Linked DNA regions of Mus musculus: all the other regions are linked to region 2. Evidence: chromatin contacts called from public promoter capture Hi-C data. All regions are on one chromosome and are shown on one strand. Each heading gives the region's core, a stretch centred on a gene start, on an enhancer-like site or on the middle of the called end of the contact. The rest is flanking DNA. Distances are from core to core; before and after follow the strand shown.

Region 1 (2,700 bases), core at 54-2,553, 2.4 Mb before region 2:
CCGCTCTTGTACAGGATCCCCGTTTGGTCCCCAGCACTCACAGTGGGTGACTCACAATGCCTATGATTCCAGCTTCAGGAAGATCTGATGCCTCTGGCCTATATGGGCACCCACACTCACACACACACACAATTAAAAACAAGTCTTAAAACAAAAGCAGATTTGTTAAGAAAATCCAAAGACTAGATATATAAAACAGATGCTCAGCACATCAGTTCAATACCCAGCACCAAAAACAAAATAAAACAAGTAAATACTGTAAATGTGGGGGCTGGAGATATAGCTTAGTGGTAGAGTAATTCCCTGACACTGTTTGAGGCCATTGGTTCCATCCTGAGCAATGCAAAATAAAAAATAAAAATAAACCCCAAACCCTTAGGCATAGGTCCAAGATCACCCTCAGACTCTCCACTAGGGGAAGAGACTAAGAACAAATTGTCTGTGCTCATGCCTATGAATTTACAGAACTTTTAGATTTCAACCATCTTCTGTTCTTTTTTTACTTACTAGGCACAGCTCTGGGCCATTTCAAGTACCTGTCTACTGAAGTCTTAATAGGCATTGCCTCTTCCTGGCATCAAAAGCAGCCATTTTAGCAGAGGTTGGTGTGGATACAAACAAAACGAGTAAGTTAACACACACCTCACCCCAACAAACATGTCTTCTAAAAACACAAATGTCAGCAGACATGTCTTGTAAAATACTAATGTTAAACACACACACACACACACACGCTACTTCTAATTTCCTGCAGGATCTCAGGCAAGTTATTTCGTATCTGGAACTCCACCTTCTCTGTAAGCTGTGAGCCTGTTAAGATCCAGGCGACTTGTGAAGACCTGCGGGTCCTAATTAATACTGTGGGTCCCCCAAAGATGTAGTACTGATGGTCCTTTTCTGGGTCCAAACCCCCAACCCCGAAGAGAAGATCCAGGCACCCGGGGGGAGGTGAGTAGTAGAGGAGAATTCGAATACAAAGCCATGTGAAGATGTGCGTTCTCCGAGCAAGAGTCCGGAGCTGTCAACAGGGTCCATGGCTGAAAGAGCCTATAGACTAGAATCTCGGAGCTTTTCCCATTTTGTCAAACTCCAAGGTCCCGGGACTCCCGAGCCTGTCCGCACCTTCAGCTCCGGGGGCTAAGCGGGGCTTGTCTCTCGTCTTCCTGAGCCCCAGGCGGGGCTTTCTGCGCTCAGGCTCTGTCTGGCCAGCTGCTACCTTCTGCCTCGTTCCCCAAGCATTACACGAGCAAGACCCAGCCAGTCACTCTGGGCGCCGCCATGTTGGCAAAACAACAACTTTATCGAAAGGGGAGGCCGCGGACACAGACAGGAGAGGCGGAGCCAAGAGGGAAAGGCGAGATGCGGGAGAGACAGCGCTGACTCCGCCCCCAAGCTGCTCGCCCAGGGCTGACCCCGCCCAGGCCTCGCCCTCTACGCCTGCTATCGGTACAAATTCTGCTTACCGGATTGTCCCGGTCTTACAATTAGAACAGAAACGAGGGAGATGCTAAAGGATGAAGTGACAGGTGGTTAAAAGAGCTCTGGGGTGGTTCAAGGCCAGGGTTTGAATCTCAGCGTCACAGAAGCTGCTACTGGGCTGGCTTGTCTGACTTTTTGATCCATTATGGGCCTGGTGAGGATTGAAGCACTTTTCATCCATCATATCAGGTGATCTTCTAGCCCCAGGAGGAGAATTACCTAGCCCGGAGTAGAGCGGGGAACAAAATGTACTGACAGGAAAACAAGCTGTCTGACCTCCTTCCTTATGGGGTTAATGTGCCCCATCGCCCAGCACGCACTGCATGGAGCAAGAGCTTCTTGCCTTGTAATAAATCAAGGAATTGCAAAGGAACAATGGTGTAATTACACTCTATCTTTTAAAGGAAGAATCTTTTTAAGGCCACATGTGAGAAGTGTACTGAGATTTGCAAATAGTGCAAAATGGTTGCTATCCAGTAATAGCGGGGGGGTGGGGGGGGAGGGGGGAAACAATGTCTGAGTGCCATCTCTTCCTACAGGGCTAAAATCAATTGTAGCTTCACAGACAATCCATCCCGTCACTGTATGTATAATCTCCATCTTAGTTTCTGTCCTTACATGGGTCAATGCAGTCCATAAGGAGACCAGCAGGGGTGTACACTCCTACAGAATAAAACTTCATTCTGTGTGCCACCCAGGAAACATAGGAAGCTTTTGTCCATTTCCAAGACTTCAACGACGACAACAAAAACAGTCTCCTGATCATTTAAAGCTCAAAACACCAGGTTGTTCTAGACCAGCATCAAACCTCACCTGGAAACCAATTCTGTGCCACCATTGCCCTGATACAGTTCACACTAGGTTTCCACTGCACTGGCTTCCCATCCCCCACCCCCAGAAGTGCCCTCCTTCAATTTCAGCTGACTCTCCCCATACTCTTTCCCCCCACACAACCCCCTCCCATCCTCACCCACCCCCCCAATCCTCCCATAAAATCTAATCTACCTTCCCAGGTCGGTTCCTATGTCTCCCAAGACCCCTCCTCTTTACATAACCTCTCTGTTTCTAGATTGTAGCTTGATTATCATTTACTTAATGGCTAAAATCCTAAAATCCCCTTATAAGTAAATACATACCATATTTATCTTTCAGATTCTGGGTTACATCACTTGGGGTTTTTTTTTTTTTTTCTAGATCCATCCATTTGCTTGCAAATTTCAT
Region 2 (2,700 bases), core at 65-2,564:
GCTTCCTAAATCCCAGACAAAACGCTTCACAACTTGGCCATGTGAAAAACATGAGGCAGACTTTATCAAAGGCAAAGCTGCCGTCTCCTCAGCTTGCTGTCTGGTCTAAGCCACCATTATTCATGGCACAAAGCTCTCGTTTCACTAAAACCACTCCTCGATTTCCTCTCGCCGACCTCCGCATACCAGCAGCCCAGCCGCTCTCCATTCAGAGCTCAGGCCCCGGGAGGGGGGCTGCGGGGGGCGCGGGGGAGGGGAGCCCACAGATGTCTGGAGACCCGAGCCCGAGACAAAGCTGCCCCGCAGCCAGCGGGCTCACCGGAGCGGGCCTGGGGTACCGAACTTGGGAGCGTCGGTTCCAAGTCTGGTCCCCCAAACAACACTCAGAACAAGTCGCCAGGCTCCCACGCCCTGGCGGTCCGCGCTCCGGCCACTCCGTCTCGCTCAGAAAGCAAACGCGCTGGGGAGAAACACTTGGAGCGGACCCCACACTTACTGGCTAAGGGCAAGTCCCCCTCCCCCAAGCCCAGGTTTCGGATCCCGCGCACCTCCCCCCCCCCCCGCCTCCAACACCAGGAGTGGCCGGTGACTCGTCCACGGTCCCAAATTCCCGCCAGGACCTCGGCCCCGCAGCCACCAACCCCACGCGAGTCCAAGAAGCCACCCTCCGAGAACACGCTCCTGACGCATCCCGCCCGCTGCATCCAAGTTTGGCGACTCCACGGCTTAAAGTTGTTTGGATTCAAACTCACAGTCAGGTCGTTGCAGGGAGAAAAAAAAATTTGTCTGTGCGTGCTCCACGAGGGACAGAGGGGACGAGCGCCAGGTCTCGCGTCCCCCCGGCTCCGCGGGCCACGGAGGCGAGGCCCCCGCCCACCCCGCCCCCGCGGCGGCCCCAGCCCGGACGCGAACCGCGGTCCCCACCCCCCACGGCGGCCAGCCGTCCATCCGGGCTCCCGGCGCGCGCCCGCCCGGCCCCGGCCCCAGCCCGCGCGTCCCCGCGGCCTCCCGCCGCCACCCGGCCCGCGAAGTTTCCCGCTGGCGCGGCGCGAGCCGGCCCGCCGCGGCGCCGCACCTCAGGCCCGCGCGCTGCTCACTCGCGGCCGCCCGCTCGGCCTCGGCCTCCTGCACTGACGGCTCGGCGCCCACCGTGCTCCGTCTCCGCCTCCCCGGGCCGCGGGCTTCACAGGACACGAGCTGACGCGGCCGCCACCGAGCGAGGGCTTAAGATGGCGCCGCACAAGGAGCGATTTATAAGCGGCGCGGCACCGTGTATCCTGCCGCTGCCGCTCCGCGCGGAGCGTTCCGCCGCGCGAGGACGAGGGGCGGGGCGCGGGCGGGCCGGGGAAAGTAGTCCCCGCCAGTCCGAGTCGCTCTGCGCGTGCGCCGCCGGGAGGGGCCGAGCCGGGGCGGGGCGTCCAGACGCCGCTCCATTGGAAACTAAAGGAATCGAGAGCGGGCCGCCGCCGCGGGCCGGGTGGAGTGCGGCCTCGGACGGCGCAGGTTCGAGGCTGCCATCACCGGTGCACCGGCCGCCACACCCCTGAACCACCATTGGACCCCACCACACTTTACCGCTCCCAGGAGTGTCCCGCTTCCCTTCCCGCTGTGCCTCTGGAATCCGGACAGGGAACCTGGGGCCCAGCCACCTTTCCTCCCCACCCCAGGAGGCCTTGGAGTCCCCAAGAGTGTCTGCGAACATCTATTAACAAGTGATTCAGCTCCACCACTGCGTTCACCAGCGTGATTCCTAGAAACCCCATCTTACCCAGACTCACTGGGTCAGTAGAACCAGGCGTGGGGACCAAGGACAGCGATTTTTCTGTATTGTTTGAGAAACTCGAGTGTGTTGCTGAGAGGACCTGTGGGTAACCTCTTAAATTTTCAAAACTAATTTTGTATCCTTCGAGAGCTCCCCCCCCCCCAAATCATGACAATAGGGTGAAGTTGGATCTTCTCTTGGAAATGGCCCCATTGTTGTCCTTCACGATTGGCACTTGTCAAAACTGGAGCAGTTGGGGTGAATTGGCTGTCTCCAGCCTATTATTCTGAGCTCACGTCTCTTCCCAAACAATGGCAACAGGGAAAGTTGCCCCACTGCCTTCTTTCATCCCAGCGCTGTAATTAACGCAAGTAAACAATAGGTCCTTATGTACAGGTACTGGCAGGAAGCCCATGCATCACTGAGGCAGGGCCGGTGCTGTAGGGCCAGCTTAGTTTTTAAATGACTCAATTTTCTATCTTAAAGACATATCACCGTAACTCTGTGAACCACCACAGTCCACCATGCTGGAGCTGCTCAGTGAGGGCCTTTGTCTAGACCTTTCCCCTCTGCAGCTCTGCTCGGATTTCCGGAGAGTAAACTCTGCTGCTGGCTGGGGCTGACTTGGCCTGCCATAACTCAGAGAGATAGAGCAGGAAAAGGTATTTTACCAAAGCCCTACCAGTGGTGGTTGCAGCTACCAACCCCTAATTTTAATTGTCACATGCAGAGTTAAAGAATATTTGGTCGATTCGTTTAAAATTAGATAGCTGACTTCACCTCTGTCCGGGGTTTCCTTTCTTTTCTTTTCTTTTTCTTTTTTTTTTTGGGGGGGGGGGGGGTTCCTTTCTTTTCTTTTTCTTTTTTTTTTCTTTTTGACACTTGCTTCTTTTTCTGTGTCCCAATTTTGCTTCTTTTTTAAAGGGCACACTATTAAA
Region 3 (2,700 bases), core at 65-2,564, 2.2 Mb before region 2:
ATGAGTTGTGGGTTTGGATTTTTATTACTCAAGTTTAATATGAAACCTAATGACTGAATTTTGGCATTCCTTACTCTATATGAAGTAGAAAATAACAGTATGTCATATGATTTAGAAAAGAACATGCTTTCACTTGCATTATGTAGTTTAAATGGTAACAGGTCACCTTACTATGATGACTACATCACAAGATCAACTGTAGGGACAAGGCTTGTAGAATACTAGATTATGGTTGCCAGGAAACATTCTTCACTTCTCTTGAACGTTCAAAAGCAGGACTGAGCCCAGATCGCGGTAGTCATTGTAGCTACCCAAAGATCTAAGCGCCCCACAAGTAAAACAGGTAAATCAACAATTACACCATAGACTACCAGTCTGCTTTGAAAAATTCTTCTCAGCGGGTGGTGAAAAGGCATGCCTTCTGCCAAGGCAGGACTGATAGGAGTTACACACCAGCCTTGGATATAAAGCTCTCCTCCTCAAAAAAAAAAAGCAAAAAAACAAAAGGGTTGAGAATGCGGTTCCATGATAGAATGCCTGCCTAGCATGCACAAGGCCAAGAGGTTCAACCTCCAGCACCGCCAGAAAGAAAAACACTCCCTATTTTTCTCTATTTGTAAGACATGTGTGTGTATATGTCAGCGTGATTTCTCTTAAGATTGGGTCTTTATAGCTCAGTCTGGCCTTAAACTCCTGATTCTCTTGTCTCCACTTCCCAGCTGCTGGGATTACAGGTGCCAGCCACCAAGGTCTGGAGCATGCTAAGCACGCACTCTATTACCGATGCATTTCCTTCTTTCCTGTTTTTAGGGGGTGTGTGGCGTGTGGTGTTTGCTGTCAGAATTTTAAAGTCCTTTTCCCCCTCGGATACACGGCCTCTGTGTGCAAAGTCACCAGAGTCCATTCACGTGCCGCTATTCTGATTACAGGATCTCGGGCACTGCACTCTCAGGTCGTGCAGAGGCCACAAGGACATTCCTTCATTAAACTGCAGCCTCGGGAACTGCCCGCCCGCCGCTCCCTGATGAGCTAGGAATCTCCTCCATCCCGAGAGCTGTGGACATCTAGGCATACAGGACGCACACTCGCTGCAGCACTAAGCCTCGGGCGTCCGTCCTGACCACGTGGCCGCCCCGCACCTCCTCCCTGCGCAATATGGCCTGCACTCGCGGCCGCCACCGCTACCTGCACTCCATGAACGATGTAGACCTTCTCGGCCTCGCTTAGCGCCACCGACGCCATGCTGCTCAGCTCACCGCGCGCGCTGGCGTGTCATCAGCTCGCGCCTCTCCCCACCGCGCCTGCGCGTCATCAGCCCGCGCGGTGGCCGCTCCCGCAGCCGCGGCTGCCGCCACCGCCTGGAGCTCCATGGGCTTCTCCTTCGCACCGCCCCGTGTGAGGCCGAGTCCGGCAAGCCGTGGCGCCGGGTGCCCGTGCCATCGCGGACGCTGGCGGCTGGGCCCCGGGGCAGCAGCAGGCGGCGCGGGACTGCTAGCTGCCTCCAGATTGACGGTCAGTGCAGTGGGGAAGCCCCAGAAGGAGGGAGGCGCGGGGCCCCAGCCGGGACTGGATGGGAAGCGCGCAACCCGAGCGCTCGGGCCGGAGTCGAAGTAGCCGAGCGCGCGCACGTGAGACACTTCAGGAAGGCGGAAGTCGTGCTGCCCATGAGGGACCATCTCCTCAACCCCCTCCTAGTTGGTCCCTAGGATGGCTGAAGGAAAGAGACCATGGATCCCTCATTAGGTCACTGGTCGGGAAGGGTCTGCACCAGGAATGGGGCGCCAGCTTCTCAATTTTCTCACCCCTCCTTCCATTCCAGGGATCGATCTCTGTCCTGTCTTCCCTCATCCTTTCCTCCCCTACTGCCCATCATCAGATAATGGCCCAGAGCTTTGCAAGTTACCCTTGCCCCGTGCGGTTGCTGGAGTATTGTCCCAAAGAGAGTAGGGAGAGTGTCTTGCACTTCGGGATGCCTGGATGGAAGGGATCTCCGGGGAAGATGGATAACTTCATGAAAGAAAACCGACCCTGGGAGGATATGGGACCTAGGTTATCCAGAAAGGATGCCTGCAAGGTGAAGCTGGGGTCATAGTGAGGGGCCCTTTAAGGAAGAGAGGGGATATGAACTAAGTTTTAAAGGGTCTCTCTGAGAAAATGAGGGGAGACTTGGTAGAGACTTACCTGGTGTTCTATTTTAAACAAAAGTAACCCTTCAGCTTAATCATCAAGAAATAAAAGGTGCTGGCCACCCTTTGCCTTTAATCCCAGCGTTTGGGAGACAGAGCTAGGCGGATCTCTGAATTCGAGGTCAGCCTGTTCTACACTGTGAGTTCAAGGACAGCCTGAGCCACATAGTGAGATCCTGTCTCAAAGACACTGCCCCCACTCGTCGAAAAAAGGCTTTTTTTCTCTTGTGCTAACTAAGTAAGTAAACAGAACACTAACCAGAGTCCTCCAGGGTAGAAGGGAAGGCTCTTGTGAGCATAGCCACAGAGCATGGTGATTAGAGTTGTCATAGTGGATTACTGACTACGCTGAGATTTCAACAGTAACAGGAAGTGCCTGGCTATATTCCTAGGTACTGAACTGTTAGCTGCTGAGCCCTCAAATGATAGCCTCTTCTTGATAGACTGGATATGAATTTCCTGCGTCCATACATAATACTTACTACAGGTGCTCCTGAGACGGCTTCCTGTAGGG
Region 4 (2,700 bases), core at 75-2,574, 2.6 Mb before region 2:
GCAAGACTCCAAATTGCTTAAACACATCTGAGACCTAGTGTAAGATCATGTTCAGCCCTTCAACAACTATCAGGTGGACAATAACCTAATTTGCCAGTAAAGGACATGTGACTCGGGCCGGACATAGACCAGTAAGTACACTTTGCTTCAACTGTCACCAATAAGGTGATTATTCACTTTACAAAGGAAAACTAATTAAAAGAAATGTGGAAGGAAGGGTGGCGCTGGGCTTTTCAAAGAGAACTGTATGTAGCAAGCAGAAGAGGCATAAAGGGTGAACACAGCAAAACATGAAAAGTGTTGGGCAGATGGCCTCCCTCCAAATTCTGGACTCATAACTTTACACCTTCAGTTATTCATTGGGCGTACCCAAACTACATTTGTTTCCTGCAAACGAACTGGGATGTCTATGTCTAATTAACAGGATAATTTAACTTGGCTTTTCGAAAGTTATATTTGCTTCTGCTACTAAAGGCATTCCCAGACCGTGGTAAATTATTAAAGCGGTTAGGGCGAAGTTATTCACAAACAAGGAGTGTAGGTGCTGAGGGTAACACAAGAGAAATTATCCCCCATCTCCTCTAACCCAGGACGAGCCAAAGAGCTTATAAATGTCTATTTTTTTTTTTTTTTGCACCTCTAAACATCCAGTGGCTGGGCCTCAAAACCTCAAGTCCTGGCTTTGCCAAAACTCAACATTGCTACGCCAAAATAGAGGCGAGCCTACTGTAGCTGTCGACGCAGTCTGTTGGAATAAGCACAGTAAATTCGACCGGCCCTTAGGACATCTGACTAAATTATTGCTGCGCCCTAAGAAGGACCCGTCATTGAGACTCCCAGGCCCAGAAAGCCTGAAACCAAGAGAAAGGTTAGCTCTGCCGGCGGACGTCAGAGCACGCCCGGTGAAAAAGGCCTCTCCCGGAGGCCACCCAGGGAAAGCTGGCTGCAGCCTCCGGTGCTGCGGGCTGCGGCTCGGCTCACCGCGCCAGGTCCAGCGGCGGGCGAGGCTGCGGGACACTGGCCTACGCTGCAGCCAGGCTGGACGGGGAAAGCCCAGCCCGCGAGCTCGGCCGGTGCGGGCCGCACACTCCCGGGCCTCGGCGCCCGCTCGCCCCTCCGCCCTTCCTGTCAGCGGCCGCAGCCCGCGGGACTCACAGCTTCAGATGCTCGTAGGCTGCGGCCGCCATCGTGCAGCTTCCTCCTCTTCGCTCCACCCGCAGTGTAGCCCGCTGCCACCCCGGCTCCGCGGCGACCGCTCCCCAGGCGCGGTGGTCAAGGAGCCTCGGCCTGGCCCCACCCCCTCCCGGGTCCGCCTCTCGGGCGAGCACGGGAGCCGGCGGCGGACAAACCAGTGAGCTGCGAGGCACGCCTCCGATGCGCGGATTGGAGCGGACCAAAGAACGCCGTGACGTCGCCTCTGGGGATTGGTGTAACGCGTTGCAGAGAAAGGCGGAGTCCCGGTAGCTTTGCACTGAGTCGCGACATTCAACAAACCGACCAGACTGAGGTTAGAAGCAGGAAGCATAGTGAAGCTGTGTAATTGGAGATCACTTATCGTGGAGGAGGCCTCCTCAGCACCGGGCCAGTGGCGCAATGGATAACGCGTCTGACTACGGATCAGAAGATTCTAGGTTCGACTCCTGGCTGGCTCGACGTGTGCGATCTTTTTCCTGAACCTTGGAAGGCCTGCTTGAAAAGGATCATAGCTAGATTGTCAAGGTCAAATGTCTTACGTTTTAATGTTGCTTTGCGAAAAAATAATACCTTCTTGGCTGTATTTGAAACCCGGAGTTACCTAAAACGGTTTGCAAGTTTCCTAGCTCCCCTGTTCTTAAAATTGCGCAGGAGTCTGGAAATGTACTCTTACGAAAACACTCTTGAGAGTGGAGGTTTGCAATCAGGGACAGGGACATGCGTGGCCAATGTCTTCCCACCCGATGACGGAAAAATCTCACCGAAAGCTCCTAGCTGGTAGAACACAGACGGCACTGACATGAGAAGGGCGTAGCTTCTGCTCTTCATGATTGGTACAGCGGCCTTGGCTAGCTCCGCTTGCAAAGCCGACCTAGCCTCCACTGCACAAGGAAACCTTAAAAATTCGGGGATTTCGCAGTAAGAGGCCCAGAAAAACGAGTACATGAACATTTTACGTAAGACCTGAGATAGCCAGAAACAGATGTGACGAAGGTGGATCGGGAGCAGGGCTCAGCCTATTCATTAACCAGTCACTCCATGATTAAGTTGTCCTAGAAAACATACCCCACTCCCCAGGAGTTTATTAAAACTGTATCAGATAAAGGAAATTATTGGGGCAGAATTAGACCAAGGACCAAGGGGTGTGGCTCACTCCTGCAGTCCATACTGCTGGATATAGACCAGGCCAAATGGCTGCCTTTGCTTTCCAGAGTACTGGAATTTAAGGTACAAGATACCATACCAGGCTTCTACACTTCTGAGGATTTAGTTTGCTTTTAATGAAGTTATAGTGGGTTGTTTCTCGAGACCGGGTTTCCCTGTGTAGTTTTGACTGTCCTGGAACTTGCTCTGTAACCAGGCTGGCCTCCAACTCAGAGATCCCTGCCTCTGCCTCCTGAATACTGGTGTAAAAGCACGCACCACTACTGCCCAGCTAACAGTATTTTTTGTTTGCTCTTTAATTTTTTGTCTGAGATTTGAGATCATTAATATGCATTGTTGTCA
Region 5 (2,700 bases), core at 65-2,564, 2.0 Mb before region 2:
ACAAAGGAAAAAAAAAAAAACCACACATGCCAGCACCCATATTCAGAAGCTCACAACCACTCATAATGCTAGCTCTAGAGTATCCAACCACTCCACGGCCATCTTCACCCACACAAGCAACCTACACACAAACTACACTCGCAGCTGTGCACACATATACACATGCATGTGCACTCACATACACACCAATAATTAAAAATAATTTAAGAAAGATAATAGGCAATATAAGAGGTGGCACTCATATACGTTGGAAGTGGGGGATTAAATCAATCTCTTTGTGATGAAAACAGATTAATATATATATTAGTCTACTCATAATCTGCACTTCTTTTTTCTATGTTTTTTTCCTCAGCCATCAATCACAATCTAAAACAACTAAATAGAAAATTCAGAATGAAACAATTTCTAAGCCTTTTTTTTTTTTTTTTTTTAAACAAGGTCTCAATATAAAGCCTCATGCTACACAACTCTTTTTAGCCAGGTACTATAAACACTACTCTCCTAACAGTCTCAGCCATTTGTTATTAGATCAAGTGGCTATATCACAATGCTTGTGTTCAAGTGACTTTTGGATACTAACTCTGTCATACTGTCTACAGAATTTCTCTCAGCAAGTAGACACCGTAGAATCTCATAGGATAAAAGACCGGTATAATAAGACACTATGTCAAAGACTACTTTCAAATAACTATTACTGTCTATTACTATAATTGAGGCAAAGACTACTTTCAAATAACTATTACTGTCTATTACTATAATTGAGGTATTTTAGTATTAGCTAATCTTAGTACACTTAGTTTACAGAGCACATTATCTATAGGGTTCTGTACTAAGATACAGTTCTGGTTTCAGGAACTCATGAAGTCTTGCATGAAGAATGGGAACTGTTGTAAAGGGACCGTTGCAATTCGCTTTAAAGTTCCCTCCTCTGAGGGTAGGCCACCGAAGGGAACACAAATCCCTTCCCTTCAAAAAAGGCAGAAATAGGTAATCAAGCATCAAGTGCAGCGCAAGGGCCGCCCTCAGGACACCAGAAGCCAGCAAGGAAACAGCAGGGTCCCATGCACAGAGAAGAGCGCTCGGGTGTAGGGTGGCCGAGGCGGGACGCCCGCGCTCCGTGAGGAACTCGGGTTCCCACTGCGTGTGCCGTCGTCGCCCTCGCGGGGCGCCCTAAGAGGTGACGCCCCGTAGCACCGGCATCTGCCAGCGGCGATGAGTTCACCAGGCAGGCTCGCAACTTACATTTGCAGCCGGGGGCCATGGCGACCCCGTCCGAGATTCGCTTACGCCAGGACCACCAGAATCCTCCCTTCAAGATGGCCGCAGATTTGAATTTGGCGCCCCAACGGACCACGCCTCCTGGGCGTGGTCGGATGGCGTCACTAACACGGTCTACGTCAGAAGTCCGCGCGGGCGACAGACACTTTGTACCCTGCCAAGTCTGCCGAGTGCTATTTATTGTTGGTCAGAACCAGAACTACCATGAGCAAGCGGAACCAAGTGTCCTATGTGCGGCCCGCAGAGCCCGCCTTCCTGTCCCGCTTCAAAGAGAGAGTCGGCTACAAGGAGGGGCCCACCGTAGAGACCAAGGTGAGGCCGCGGGAGTCGCCCCGAGTCAGACCCTCTATCTCCACCCCACTTCCGGCTCCTCGGTGCCGACGTAACTGACAGGTCCCTCACTCGCGACCAGCCGGACCCCAGGTCTGGCCTCTCGGGTCCAGGAATTCTTACTTGCAGGGTGCTATTCTTGAAAACGACCTAGCCCTAGTAGCTAGTCTAGACAGCTTTTCTGTCCTTTCTTACTTGCGGATCTCACTTTACCTGAGCAAGGTGATTGACAGCGTCGTCCCCTTTTTCAGATAAGGAGACCGAAGCCACTTGATTAAACGACTCGAATCAGGAGTCTTTGAAGGAATCAGCCAGGACTAGTAGAACCCCTGCTGTTTACCAAGCTGTGTGTCTCAAGATAGGGAAATGAAACAGTACTTCTCAAAGGGGGTTGTCTAATGAAGGTAACATTGAAAACACAATGCGTTCTTGCTGCCGAGAAGCTATGCACAGGTCAAACAAGAGGACATGCAGTTGTGTTCAAAAGCGCATCTAGGGATTCTTTAGTTTTGAGGGCTAGCTATGTAAGAGATGGCCTGGAGCATCCTAGACACAGTTTGAGAAAAAAAGACAGACATAATGGACAGTTGAGTACTCAAACTTAGTTGTCTAGACTCTTAGAAGCTGTGAAAGTTACATGGGATAAAATATAGTAGTGGGCAAAGGCCAAGTCATGCAGGGTATTCCCCATAAGATGACTGCCCAAAATTAAATATTAGACAGTTGCTTGAAAAATGAGATAATTCTGTATTTATCTCAAAGTATGCAAAACCTTTCTTAGTTAAAAAGTAGAAATGTTTTGACTTAGCTGACAAAATATAATTGTTACATTTGTACAGTGAGTACTAGGTTTCTGTTTGATAAATTTCAAAAGTTAAACAATTATGTACAGTATTGTTTATGTACAAAACCTTTTATATAACTATTTGTGTGTCCTTGAATAGCAGCTAATAGTATCTGCTGGGCAGTGGTGGCACATGTCTTTGAATCCTAGAACTCAGAATGAAGAAGCAGGCAGATCTCTGACTTCCAGACCAGCCTGATCTACAAATGGAGTTGCAGGGCAATGAAGGCTAAACAGAGGAAACCCTG

Evidence for each region. Promoter capture Hi-C pulls out the DNA fragments that hold promoters and counts their contacts.
Region 1: a promoter capture Hi-C map of erythroid cells shows a contact between it and region 2, with 17 times the contacts expected there. The contact joins the promoter of Lars2 here to the promoter of Ctnnb1 in region 2. A contact is called at or near these places in 2 of 39 promoter capture datasets (erythroid cells and pre-B cells).
Region 3: a contact with region 2 is called in a promoter capture Hi-C map of pre-B cells, with 2.5 times the contacts expected there. The contact joins the promoter of Zdhhc3 here to the promoter of Ctnnb1 in region 2. A contact is called at or near these places in 2 of 39 promoter capture datasets (erythroid cells and pre-B cells).
Region 4: a promoter capture Hi-C map of erythroid cells shows a contact between it and region 2, with 12 times the contacts expected there. The contact joins the promoter of Sacm1l here to the promoter of Ctnnb1 in region 2. A contact is called at or near these places in 1 of 39 promoter capture datasets (erythroid cells) and 1 of 484 Hi-C or Micro-C datasets (neutrophils).
Region 5: a promoter capture Hi-C map of erythroid cells shows a contact between it and region 2, with 10 times the contacts expected there. The contact joins the promoter of Kif15 here to the promoter of Ctnnb1 in region 2. A contact is called at or near these places in 2 of 39 promoter capture datasets (erythroid cells and liver).

What each region holds. Positions count from the first base shown.
Region 1 is chr9:123,365,530-123,368,229 of GRCm38.p6, reverse strand. It overlaps Lars2 (leucyl-tRNA synthetase, mitochondrial), which reads right to left and starts at 1,303. Exons shown (of 21, transcript NM_153168.3): 1 at 1,123-1,303.
Region 2 is chr9:120,932,014-120,934,713 of GRCm38.p6, reverse strand. It overlaps Ctnnb1 (catenin (cadherin associated protein), beta 1), which reads right to left and starts at 1,314. Exons shown (of 15, transcript NM_007614.3): 1 at 1,076-1,314.
Region 3 is chr9:123,111,808-123,114,507 of GRCm38.p6, reverse strand. It overlaps Zdhhc3 (zinc finger, DHHC domain containing 3), which reads left to right and starts at 1,314. Exons shown (of 7, transcript NM_001372538.1): 1 at 1,314-1,512. Exosc7 (exosome component 7) reads right to left here and starts at 1,277. Exons shown (of 8, transcript NM_001081188.1): 1 at 1,186-1,277. The coding sequence starts at 1,242.
Region 4 is chr9:123,528,377-123,531,076 of GRCm38.p6, reverse strand. It overlaps Sacm1l (SAC1 suppressor of actin mutations 1-like (yeast)), which reads right to left and starts at 1,324. Exons shown (of 20, transcript NM_030692.5): 1 at 1,156-1,324. The coding sequence starts at 1,187. It overlaps n-TRacg2 (a tRNA gene), which reads left to right and starts at 1,580; the gene lies at 1,580-1,652.
Region 5 is chr9:122,949,695-122,952,394 of GRCm38.p6, reverse strand. It overlaps Kif15 (kinesin family member 15), which reads right to left and starts at 1,314. Exons shown (of 35, transcript NM_010620.1): 1 at 1,243-1,314. The coding sequence starts at 1,261. It overlaps 1110059G10Rik (RIKEN cDNA 1110059G10 gene), which reads left to right and starts at 1,395. Exons shown (of 3, transcript NM_025419.4): 1 at 1,395-1,590. The coding sequence starts at 1,483.